Regions from separate parts of the Anas platyrhynchos genome. Here region 1 is linked to region 2. Evidence: chromatin contacts called from public Hi-C data. All regions are on one chromosome and are shown on one strand. The core of a region is the stretch at or near the end of the contact, and the rest is flanking DNA. Distances in the headings are between cores, read along the strand shown.

Region 1 (5,253 bases), core at 1,325-3,824, 250 kb after region 2:
CATTGGTAAGTTCCATCTTCATGTCCTAAAGGCCAGCTCACCAGCTCTCTGTTCCCAGCAAACTATGGGATCACCCATGGAATTGTCATGGGGTCTGCAAAGCCACCACGTGGACTTGCCATAGGGGGCTTCACGGCCACCACAGGCACCCCCACGGGGGCTGCAGTGCCACCCACGGCTCACAGTGTTGGGTGAGGGGCACTGCCAGGCTGGGCAGAGTACAGAGGTCCCAGGGACCCCTCTTCAGAGCTTCCAGCCCAGGTCCCTCTGAGCAGCGGGCTGAGAGCCTGGCCTGGTCGGTGGTCTCCTCCCAGACAGCTCAGCAGAGTGTTTTTTGCACTGGGTGCAGGAACAGAGCCACATCCCAGCCATCCTCCCTCCAGAGGTGCATCCCTGTGACACCAGCCTTGTCCCAGAACGAACGTGCTCACACTGAAAAGAAACTGGGAGCAGCTGCCAGGCATGAAGCCTCCTGGAGGAAGCCACAAACCAGCACAGCACAGGTTGGAAGACAACATCACATTCGTGGTGAACCAGCCCAAATACCAAGGAACAAAGTGTGTCAGCAGGATGCTGAGTCAAGCGCTGACAGATCACTGTTCGTATGTGCAGGGGATGAGGTGTCCCCTTGACTGCCCCTCACTGAAAAAGAAGCTTTATTCCTCAAGGCTTTGGCCATATATATATATATTTTTTTTTTCAGACAACTCCACAGATGGAGCAGTAACTAGGTTTTGCTTTCATTAATCCATGGACAAAATAAGGTAGAAAAAGGGAAGCTGGCAGGCCTGCAAGTGCATTTGTGCCCATCAGTTTGCACTGCTCCCAGCAGCTTGGGCATCCTTTGCTGTGGAGCTACCACAGGAAAAGCTGAGCAGAAACCACACAAGAGCAACATGCCACATCATTTCCACTCTTGGGAACAAAATCTGGATGGCCACAACTGAGACAAAGCAGTTCTTCGTGCATTTAATCCATGGCAACAGACCTAATTTGCAGAAGGACTACACAACTCCAGCTCCTCTTTGTGCTGAGCTCTTGGGCAATGCTGCTGCAGCTGGGAGAGGTCAGCCAAAAGCCATGTCCACATCCCTGCTGCTCTCTGCCCACTTTTCTCCCTTCAGTGAGCCTCTGTGGGGAGGGGAGCATTCTCCTCGGGTTCTTTTCTTTAACTGCCTCTTTACACACACTTCCTTTGTCCCACCTTGCTCTTTCCCTTCCTCTTACAAACTGTATCGAAAGCACGATCTCAGCTACTTGCATTGATGTGTTCCATTCACGGGGCTATAAAACACTCATAAATCAATACTAATATCATGGTTTAAATACGAATACATATATATTGGAAGTAGAAGACCCTGTCTACTCCTGTTCCCTGAGTGGGGTGAAAAGTAGCCTTTTCTCTGGAAACTCTATCAGCACATGAATCAGCTTCCTGTATTGCCTGTTCGTAGCTATTAGCATCTGAAGAGATTCCGCTTTCTGTAGCACCCAAGCAAGCATCCTGCCTGTGGTTTCCCCAAAGACCGACACCAAACCTCCCATTTTGGCTCCCAAACCAATCAAGTGGAGCCAAATGCCCCAGTCACTGGTGTAGTGGCTGCTGAAGGAGAGCTGAGTCCCTGGAGGCCATGCTGAACCCTGCTGTGCTTTTATTGTTTGGAAACTGCAGGTACACTTGGTAACTTGGCAGAGATGCAGCTGTCAACTAGGTCACTTGGATGCAGTCTCTCCTTTGCTGTTTAAGAGCTTCCCCATTCCTGAAGTCCTCTCACAGGATAGTAGCAGCTGATGATTCATCCCCCTCTTCAGGAAAACAAAACATGAGAGCTGGAAAGGCAGCCAGGCAGAGCAAGAGGCGCTTTTTCCATCCCACAGCAGGTGAGAGGAAGGTACACACCCTGTTCATGTGCTTGCTCCAGGGCAAAGGAGGAGCTGAGGCCATTTTTGCTCCTGAATGTGCTACAGTAAATACATCAGACTGAAGCCAGAGCATATCTCCGTGGCCCTGGGGCCCCAAAACAAGATGTTTTCTTGGGGCCATCTTCCTTTGGAAGGAGATGGCAGTGGCAGCAGTGTGCTTGGGCTGCAGGTGCTGTGTTGCTGGGGCCCTGCTCTGTCTTGACGCAGGGCTTCCAGGGTTACTGGTTTCTGCCAGCAAAACACATCTACTCAGCTGCTGAGAAGGCAAAGCAACACGAGTAACCTTGCTTCAGCAGCTGCAAAGCGGGCAAGGAAATGTGCTGAGACATGAGATGGGAGCTGGGGGGTTTTGTCTGATTGCCTCACCCCGAGCAACCTGCTCTGCTGGGAGCAGAGCCCCACAGAGAAACCACCGTGACTGCTCCAGAGCCACGACAGCCTGCTTCAAAACAATTGCCAGCTCCTAGAAAGTTCAAGGCTTTAATTTTGGGGAGTCATTCTTGTTTCCTCATCAGTGTTGTTCAGGACTCTGGTGCTGGGGTCTGCCAAGCCACTCTCACAGCCCAGTGGTTCCCTTCCCTTCCCTTCCCTTCCCTTCCCTTCCCTTCCCTTCCCTTCCCTTCCCTTCCCTTCCCTTCCCTTCCCTTCCCGCCGCCATCACAGCACATCGGGGCCGCCCCGCCTCAAGATGGCGCCCGGCCGGCTCCGCGCCGCCCCGCCTCAAAATGGCGGCGGTCGGGGCCGGGCTCTCCCACCGCCCTCAGGCGGGGCGGCGCCTGCGGCAGCATGGCGGACGATAAGGTGAGTGGGGCGGCCGGGCAGGCCCGGCACGGCGCCGCGGGCACGGAGCTGCAGCTTGTGTGTTTCCCTAGGACCCGCTGCCCAAGCTGAAGGACCTCGCCTTCCTGAAGGGGCAGCTGGAGAGCCTGCAGCGGCGGGTGGAGGACGAGGTGCACGCCGGTGTGGGGCAGGTAAGGAGGGTTGGGGCCGGACGGCTCTGCCGCCCCGTCCCGTCCCGCAACCTCACTCCTCTCTGTCCCCGCAGAATGGCTCCCTGCTGGCTTCTCCTTTCCTCAAGGGCTTCCTGGCCGGCTACCTCGTAGCGAAACTCCGCTTCTCGGCCGTCCTGGGTTTTGTGGTGGGGACCTGCACGGGTGTCTACGCAGCGCAGAACTACGCCGTGCCCAACGTGGAGAAGACGGTCCGGGACTACCTGAGCTCCCTGAGGAAAGGTGGGGACTAGCCAGGGGAACCCGGCCGGCAGCGGCTGTGTCAGTGGCACTGCTGGGGCAGGAGGCTCCTGTGTCCCTGCGTGCTGCTCCTGCCCCTTGGACGAGGGCTTCGCACCCACCGATCATTGTGAGATGCTCCCCGGTTTGGTTATGGGGTGTCGGTAACCGGTGACGGTGAGGGGCAACCATACCCTCACCCCCAGCAGCTCGGACGTGCCGGCTGCCTGCTCCCTTGTCCTCTCTCCCTGCAGCCCCCAAACCGCTGTCACTGCCCCCATGCCCTTCCACTGAGCGGGTGCCCTGCCCTAGGAGCGAGCTTTGTGTGGTTTCCTGGGGAGACTTCTGCTTCTCCCCTTAACGAGAAACAAAGCCATTCCTTTCCTCTGTATCAGAAATGTAACAGGTAATATCCTGTTTTAATCAGGCTCATTAAATTCATGGTATTCGCTTTCTTCTTGAATGTGCCGGGGTGTGAGTCTATCTGGCCTCTCCCCGCTGGTAGCAGCTCATCCCTGCTGGCTGCCTCCTGGAAATGGGTACGTTTGGTAAAGCCACTGCTGCTCTGCTCAGCCCTGTGCCCAGGGTGTCACAGCGGGGGCTGTGGGGACTGATGCTGCTCTTGTCTGTGGCTGTGTACGGCTCCCACGCTCCCCTCCTGACCCTGTGCAAGGTGGATGGCACAATCCCATTCAGCTCTTCATCCGTCGTGGTTCTCGTCGAGCTGACAAAGCTGGTGCTCTCCCTCTTCTTCCTGCTGACCTGGGACCGGCAGCTGCTGGGAGTTGCTGTGTCCTGGCACCACGTCGTTCCCTTTGCCCTTTCTGCCCTGCTCTATGCTGCAAACAACAATCTGGTGGTTCACATGCAGCTCTTCATGGATCCCAGCACCTACCAGGTCCTGAGTAACTTAAAGATTGTCAGCACTGCGCTCCTCTACAGCCTCTTCCTGCGTCAAAGACTCTGCATGCGCAAGTGGCTGGCACTCTTCCTCCTGATGGCTGCTGGGGTGAGCTACAGCCTTGGAGGCTTGCAGGACCCACAGGACTCTAGCAGCCCCTCCAGGATGCAGCTGCACATCACGCTCGTGGGCTTGTTGCTGATCTCGGTGTACTGCCTGATATCAGGTTTGTCAGCTGTCTACACAGAAGCTATCCTGAAAACCCAGGCTCTGCCTCTCAGCCTTCAGAACCTCTTCCTTTACTTCTTTGGCGTCCTGCTCAACTTGATCGGCCATTTCTGGAGCAGCACAGAGAGAGGTTTCTTGGAGGGCTTTTCCTCCTGGGTGTTGGTGATTGTGGTCAGCCAGGCCTTGAACGGCTTGATCATGTCTGTGGTCATGAAGCACAGCAGTAACATCACCAGGCTCTTTGTGATCTCCTGCTCTATCCTGGTCAATGCCGTACTGTCTGTCATGCTCTTCAACCTGCAGCTCACCCTCCTCTTCTTTGTTGCTGTCTTGTGCATCGGCCTTGCTGTTCACTTGTACTATGGGGTCACATAGCTGTTGCCTTCCTGCCCTGCATGCGCCAGGGCAGCTTTTATTTGTTACTCAGGGGTGTTCATTGCTTGTGCTGGGGCTGGTGTTAGAAGCATGGTGGTGCCTCTTCACCTTCTCATTGTGAGAGGTGCCTGAATGTGTTACTGTTGGCCTAAAGCAAATGCACGTGAGGGCACTGCTCAGCATCTACATGCCCAGGAAGCAGGGATAGTGCCCTGCCTGTGCTCTGCTCCAGCCTGGCCAGGGCTCCATGCCATGAGGCTCCTGCTTGCTCCGGTGGGCCCAGGCTCTAGAGCAAATCCTGAGCCCCTTGGCGTGCAGGACATCACAATCAAGCTGCTTCCCCCATCCTCTGCACACCAAAGCACACACCGAAGCACACGCCCATCCCCTGGGCCAGTAAATGCTGTTGCAGGGTTAGCTCTGGTGTGCTTCTCACGTGCATGCGGCCAGCCCTGCTGCATGATTCCTGCCAGAGGCACCGGCCTTCTGCGGGGAGCAGTTTGCTGCTGCCTGGAGAGCCCCGCACTGTGGCTGGGGGCATTGCTCCCACCTCCTCTGCAGTTTTCCAGCCTAACCCTCGCCCCAGCCCCTGGCTGA
Region 2 (4,865 bases), core at 762-3,261:
ATGAGAAGACAGCTCCTTAAACCAAGAGCTTCTAGTCCCAGTGAGACAGCATCCCATGCTAGCAACTTTGCCAACTTTGTTTGCAAAGGTACCTGGTAAGGCCCAAAACCTTTGTGGTGCATTTTCTGTCTATCGGAGCAAGGTGACCTGCAAATCAATTTGAGTAGGGTCATCCAGCTCACACCCTTCTAATTCTGCTTCTCAGCCTTCCATCTACATCGGGGTATTAATCAAGCTCAATGCCTCTTACCCATTTCCAAGCACAGGAATCCTGCTTAGAGCCCTGCAGGGAGGCACAACTGAGCTCTGGCGCTCACGGCTGCATGCACAGCCAGGCAGCAGCAGTACAGCCCTAGTGCAAGCTCCCTCACAATCATGTCTCGTGTTTATTAGCCAGACTGTGTCCCGTTCAGAGCTGACTTGCAGGGCACTGCTCTGTGGGAAAGTACTGCAGGCAGGATAAGCCTACTTCTTCTGTCCTATTCAGGGATGGAGAGAAAGACTGAGAGCCACAGCAAAGACCTGAGCACCGTCCCGACATCACCAGGATGTCCATGCCTGTTTTATAGAAAGGTGGGCTTGGCTAAAGTATAGGAAACCTGGCTTCTTCGGGTTATGAGTTACACATCACTGTATCGTAGTTGAAACGACGCTTCTGTTGAGCCTCCTCTGCTACACAGAACAAAGTTGGAGAGGCACGGCGCAAGGAAGCAGCTGGCTGGGAAACCGCGTGCAGAAAAAGCCTTTCTGAAAAGCCCTCTGCCAAGCCTCAAACCCTCCAAAACCAGCACACCAAATCCTTCCTGAGCAGCCCTGCAGCCCTTTGAGATAGCAACGCCGTGATTGAGCACAGGCTTAGCGCTCTCCCCCCTCCTCCCGCCCTCCAGTGCTCGTTCCTGGGCGGCTCTCCAGGCCAGGGGGAGCTCTCCTTGTGCTCACCACGGCTCCCCGCACCCCGCGCCACCCCCGGCCACGCTCCCGTGGTCCCGTGGAGCAGCCCCGGGGGCCGCGGGGCACCTGCGGGCGAGGCAAGGGGGCACCTGCGGGTGCTCCCGGGGCTCCCCCCGCTGAGCCCCGTACCCCCCGGCTCCGGGCCGACCCCCCTCCGCCGCCCACATCCCGGGTGTGCACTCACCCTTCCTCCGCATCCCCGCTTCGCCGGGTCCCGGCGGAGCGCGGCCATGGGGAGCCGCTCCGGGACACCCAGCACCGGCACCGGCACCGGCACCGGTCGCTGCCGCCCCTTTGCCGCCGCTGCGCCCTTTGCCTCCCCCTGGCGGCCTCACCGCGCCCGCTGCACCGGGGATGGGGAACGAGGAGGCAGCGCACCCCCCCGTGGGGGGGAAGACCCTAACCCCCAGGCAGCTCCTGACCCCCCCAGGCAGCCCCTGCCCTCCGCCCGGCGCAGCCCCACGCGCGGGTGGATGGAGCCGTGCGCGCAGCATCTTCCTGCTGGGCTGGAGCGCTGCTGAGAGATGGAAAGCTGTAAAGTGGGGAGAAAGGGGCTGAGGCCGGGAGGAAGAGCTCAGCATCAGCGAAAGGAGTTTAATCGACAGAGAAGGTTTTTTTGGGGGGTTTCAGGTCAGAGACATTACGCTCTTCTCATCAGGGCCACCTGCAAGCTGTGGATGGGACAGGGTGGGCAGGGGAAGCTGCGGGCAGGATAAGTGTGCGGGGACCTGAGCGCTGCTGTGGCCAAGCTGCTGCTGGAGTTGCTCCTTGAGGTGTTTGCATTGGGTTGGGAAGAAGTCACTCGGCCTCTTCTGCCTCCCCCATACGATATGGACAAGGATGTTAAAGGGGTCCTGAAGCCCAGTGCAGAGGACGGTGGGTGGGCAGGATGGGCAGCGAGGATGCAGGACCCAGCTGCCAGGACATTCCCCAGCACAAGTTACCTGGATGCATGCTCCAGAGACCAGACTGTGGCAAGTGGGAGACCCTGCGTGACACAGGCACGGACATTTTACAGGGTGCCGCTGCCGCCCGGGTGCCGGTGGGTGCCGCCGCCGAGCCGCAGCCGTGGGCGCCTGACGCGGTGCGGAGCGGGGCGGTACTGCAGGGGCGGCCGAGGGATGCGCCCAGCCGGGATCGAGCCGAGCCGAGCCGAACCCAGCCCAGCCCAGCCCAGCCCAGCCGTCCTCCTCTTCCTCCCTACTCGGCTCTTGGTGAAAGGGATGCTCCACAACGTCTTTGCCGCCCGCACTCGAAGCAGAGGATCAAACCCCAAAAGAAGGTTCCCCCCCCCACCCCCTTCGTTGAACCTTGAACCCAAGTTAAGCTGGCCTAATTGTCAACCATCCATCTGTCCATCACCTGTTTTGATAATTTCGATGGGGTAATGACTGGTAATGTAAAGCTACAAACTCCTTTAACATCAGGCTGCCCTGGAGAGATGTCCATGGAAATGAAAATTGCCTTACTGTCTGCTCCATGGTGATCCTTCCCTCCTTATGCCCCTTCTTCTTATGTGCCCCTCACCCACATGAGCTTTGTTTTCCTTTCTCTGGGCACCCCTCACACCCACCCTATTGCCCTAAGAAGTGTTCAGCATCTGTCAGGACAGAGCTGCTGGAAACACAGGGCTGCTTGTTTGTAGAAGTCAATCATGTTGAATTGAGTCCCAGTTTGGTTAGCAGTTAGGTTCAAAAGTTTCTCTGAAATTAGTGGGATCATATGAGAGACAAAAGGCACCTGCTTGCAAACTGAAGGTTTCTAGATCAGCATAGGGACAATGCTTACGTTTTTCTTGCTTTGATTGCTGTGAAAAGCAGCTCTCACTCTGCCTTCAGGAACCTTTCGCTAGCCTTGCCACCCGGACTGCCTGGGAGCTGGCTTTTCCAAGCTGCAAACCCAGGTACCCTGTGGGATGCACTATAGACCAGAAGCCATGGCTGCTGTTTAGGAGAAATTCTTCCCTTTCCAGCACCACCATAAATTTATGGCACAAATATGTCATAGGTGAGCCAAGTGTGTCACAGTTGAACCAAGAAGGTCAAGAAGGCCAACAGCATCCTGACTTGTATCAGAAACAGTGTGGCCAGCAGGACTAGGGAGGTGATTTTCTCTCTGTAATTAGTTCTGGTGAGGCTGCACCTCGAGTACTGTGTTCAGTTTTGGGCCACTCACTACAAGGAGGATATTGAGGTGCTGGAGCATGTCCAGAGAAGGGCAACAAGGGTGGTGAAGGGTCTAGAAACCTTCAAGTTTTATGAGGATGGCTGAGGGAAGTGGGATTATTTATTCTGGAGAAAAGGAGGTTTAAGGGAGACCTTGTCACTCTCTACAGCTAGTTCAAAGGAGGTTGTAGTGGGATGGGGGTCAGTCACTTCTCTCAAACAAGTGATAGGACGAGGAAATGGCGTCACACTGCATGAGGGGATGTTTAGGTTGGATATTAGGAAACAAATCTTTACTGAAAGGGTTGTGAGGCATTGGAACAGGCTGCCCAGGGAAGTAGTTGTGTCACCATCCCTGGAGGTATTCAAAAGAGGTGTGTAGATGTGGTGCTTAGGGACATGGTTTAGTGGTAGACAGTACTAGGTTGATGGTTGGACTTGATCTTAGATGTCTTTTCCAACCTAAATGATTCTATGATTCTGATCCTAAGCTTCTTCCAGGCTGAAGGGACCAAAGAGGTACCATTCTGGTTGGACAGGTGGCATGCTTCACCCCCCAGTCTGTGCTGTGTGAACAATGTACCCAGATGCCCTACCACCCCCAGCCTCATTTTAAGAAGCCAGCCATCCCAATACCACCCATTTGGAAAAAGGTGTTTCAAATCTTCTGAGAAGGTTACTTCCTCCTTCCTAGAAATACACAGTGAACCGCTCTTGATGACTCTCAGATGCTGCCAGAGACAGCAGTGTTCTTGGGTTCCCTCCCTCTCTGTCTTGACTCTAAGTATATGGCAAACAGGGCCATTTGCCAATGTTTGTGTCTTGACAAACAGTCTGTCAGCGTTTTAGTGTATGGCTTCAGCTGGGATCAGCTATGCGTTCTCTCCCTATTAAATGGCAGAGCTGTGTGCAAACACCCTGGCATCAAACCATCTGGGACATGCTCGGGGCCAACTGCTGATCTTCCAGGAGCATGTGTCAGGCACCCTCTCACACCAAGGCAAAGGATGACTACAGGGTTGGTGCTCCCATGTCATGGCTTGCACAGGTACCAACCCCTGTCTTGCTCTCAGGGGTCTCTTCTGCCACCAGTTACCTCTCCCACTAGATCCCAGCTCCCTTTTGCTCCTGCAACACCCAGTTTGTCTCAAAAGCCCCACAGCGGACCTGGCACAAGCAAACTGCAGCATGTAATGGCCCTTAATGCAACAGACTACGGACAACAGAGGCCAGTGGAAATAATTTCTGGTTGCTGACAATACTCAGCCCCCCACTCCTACTGAATTAAGAAGCTTTCAGTGACTTCACTGATGGGGCTATAAAGCATTCACCTTCCTCCCTTGCTCGCTGGGAAACTGTGGCCTTCAAGGCTGCAGACAGGGCAGACTCTCTTCTAACATTGCACCCTGACAAGGCACATTTTTGCCTACACAGGAACTGTTTGAACGCAGTGATAAGACCCTTGGGTCAGATGTTGTCCACACTGAAAGACTCTGTGTGGCTGTTACAGGAGAAGAGCAAACTGAATGGGTAGATGTGTGGGGATGTGTGTATCCCACCTTCTGTCAGCTGCAGGAGACACCAGCCCCTTGCAGCAGCCAAGGGCCTTCTGAGTTAGCCCAGCAGAACCAAAGAAAGAGCATCCATTGACACCACAGCTGAATTCATCATCATTAAGCTGCTAGCATATTCCCCTGACTTTCCTAGTGCACCAGTTCCCTAATGATTTGTGAAAACTTTGAACGATAT

Evidence for each region. A called contact is a pair of places that touch in the nucleus more often than the background predicts.
Region 1: a Hi-C map of subcutaneous adipose tissue shows a contact between it and region 2, with 1.9 times the contacts expected there. The contact joins the promoter of LOC113845171 here to the promoter of PSD2 in region 2. A contact is called at or near these places in 3 of 8 Hi-C or Micro-C datasets (liver, skeletal muscle and subcutaneous adipose tissue).

Annotation. Positions count from the first base shown.
Region 1 is chr14:12,268,696-12,273,948 of IASCAAS_PekinDuck_T2T, forward strand. LOC113845171 (SLC35A4 upstream open reading frame protein) reads left to right here and starts at 2,575. Exons shown (of 3, transcript XM_027468547.3): 1 at 2,575-2,724; 2 at 2,796-2,894; 3 at 2,969-5,253. The coding sequence starts at 2,710. The coding sequence ends at 3,166. All of the region lies in intron 2 of NDUFA2 (NADH:ubiquinone oxidoreductase subunit A2), which reads right to left. SLC35A4 (solute carrier family 35 member A4) reads left to right here and starts at 3,688. Exons shown (of 1, transcript XM_005009969.5): 1 at 3,688-5,253. The coding sequence starts at 3,688. The coding sequence ends at 4,656.
Region 2 is chr14:12,018,055-12,022,919 of IASCAAS_PekinDuck_T2T, forward strand. It overlaps PSD2 (pleckstrin and Sec7 domain containing 2), which reads right to left and starts at 2,012. Exons shown (of 15, transcript XM_072023363.1): 1 at 1,896-2,012.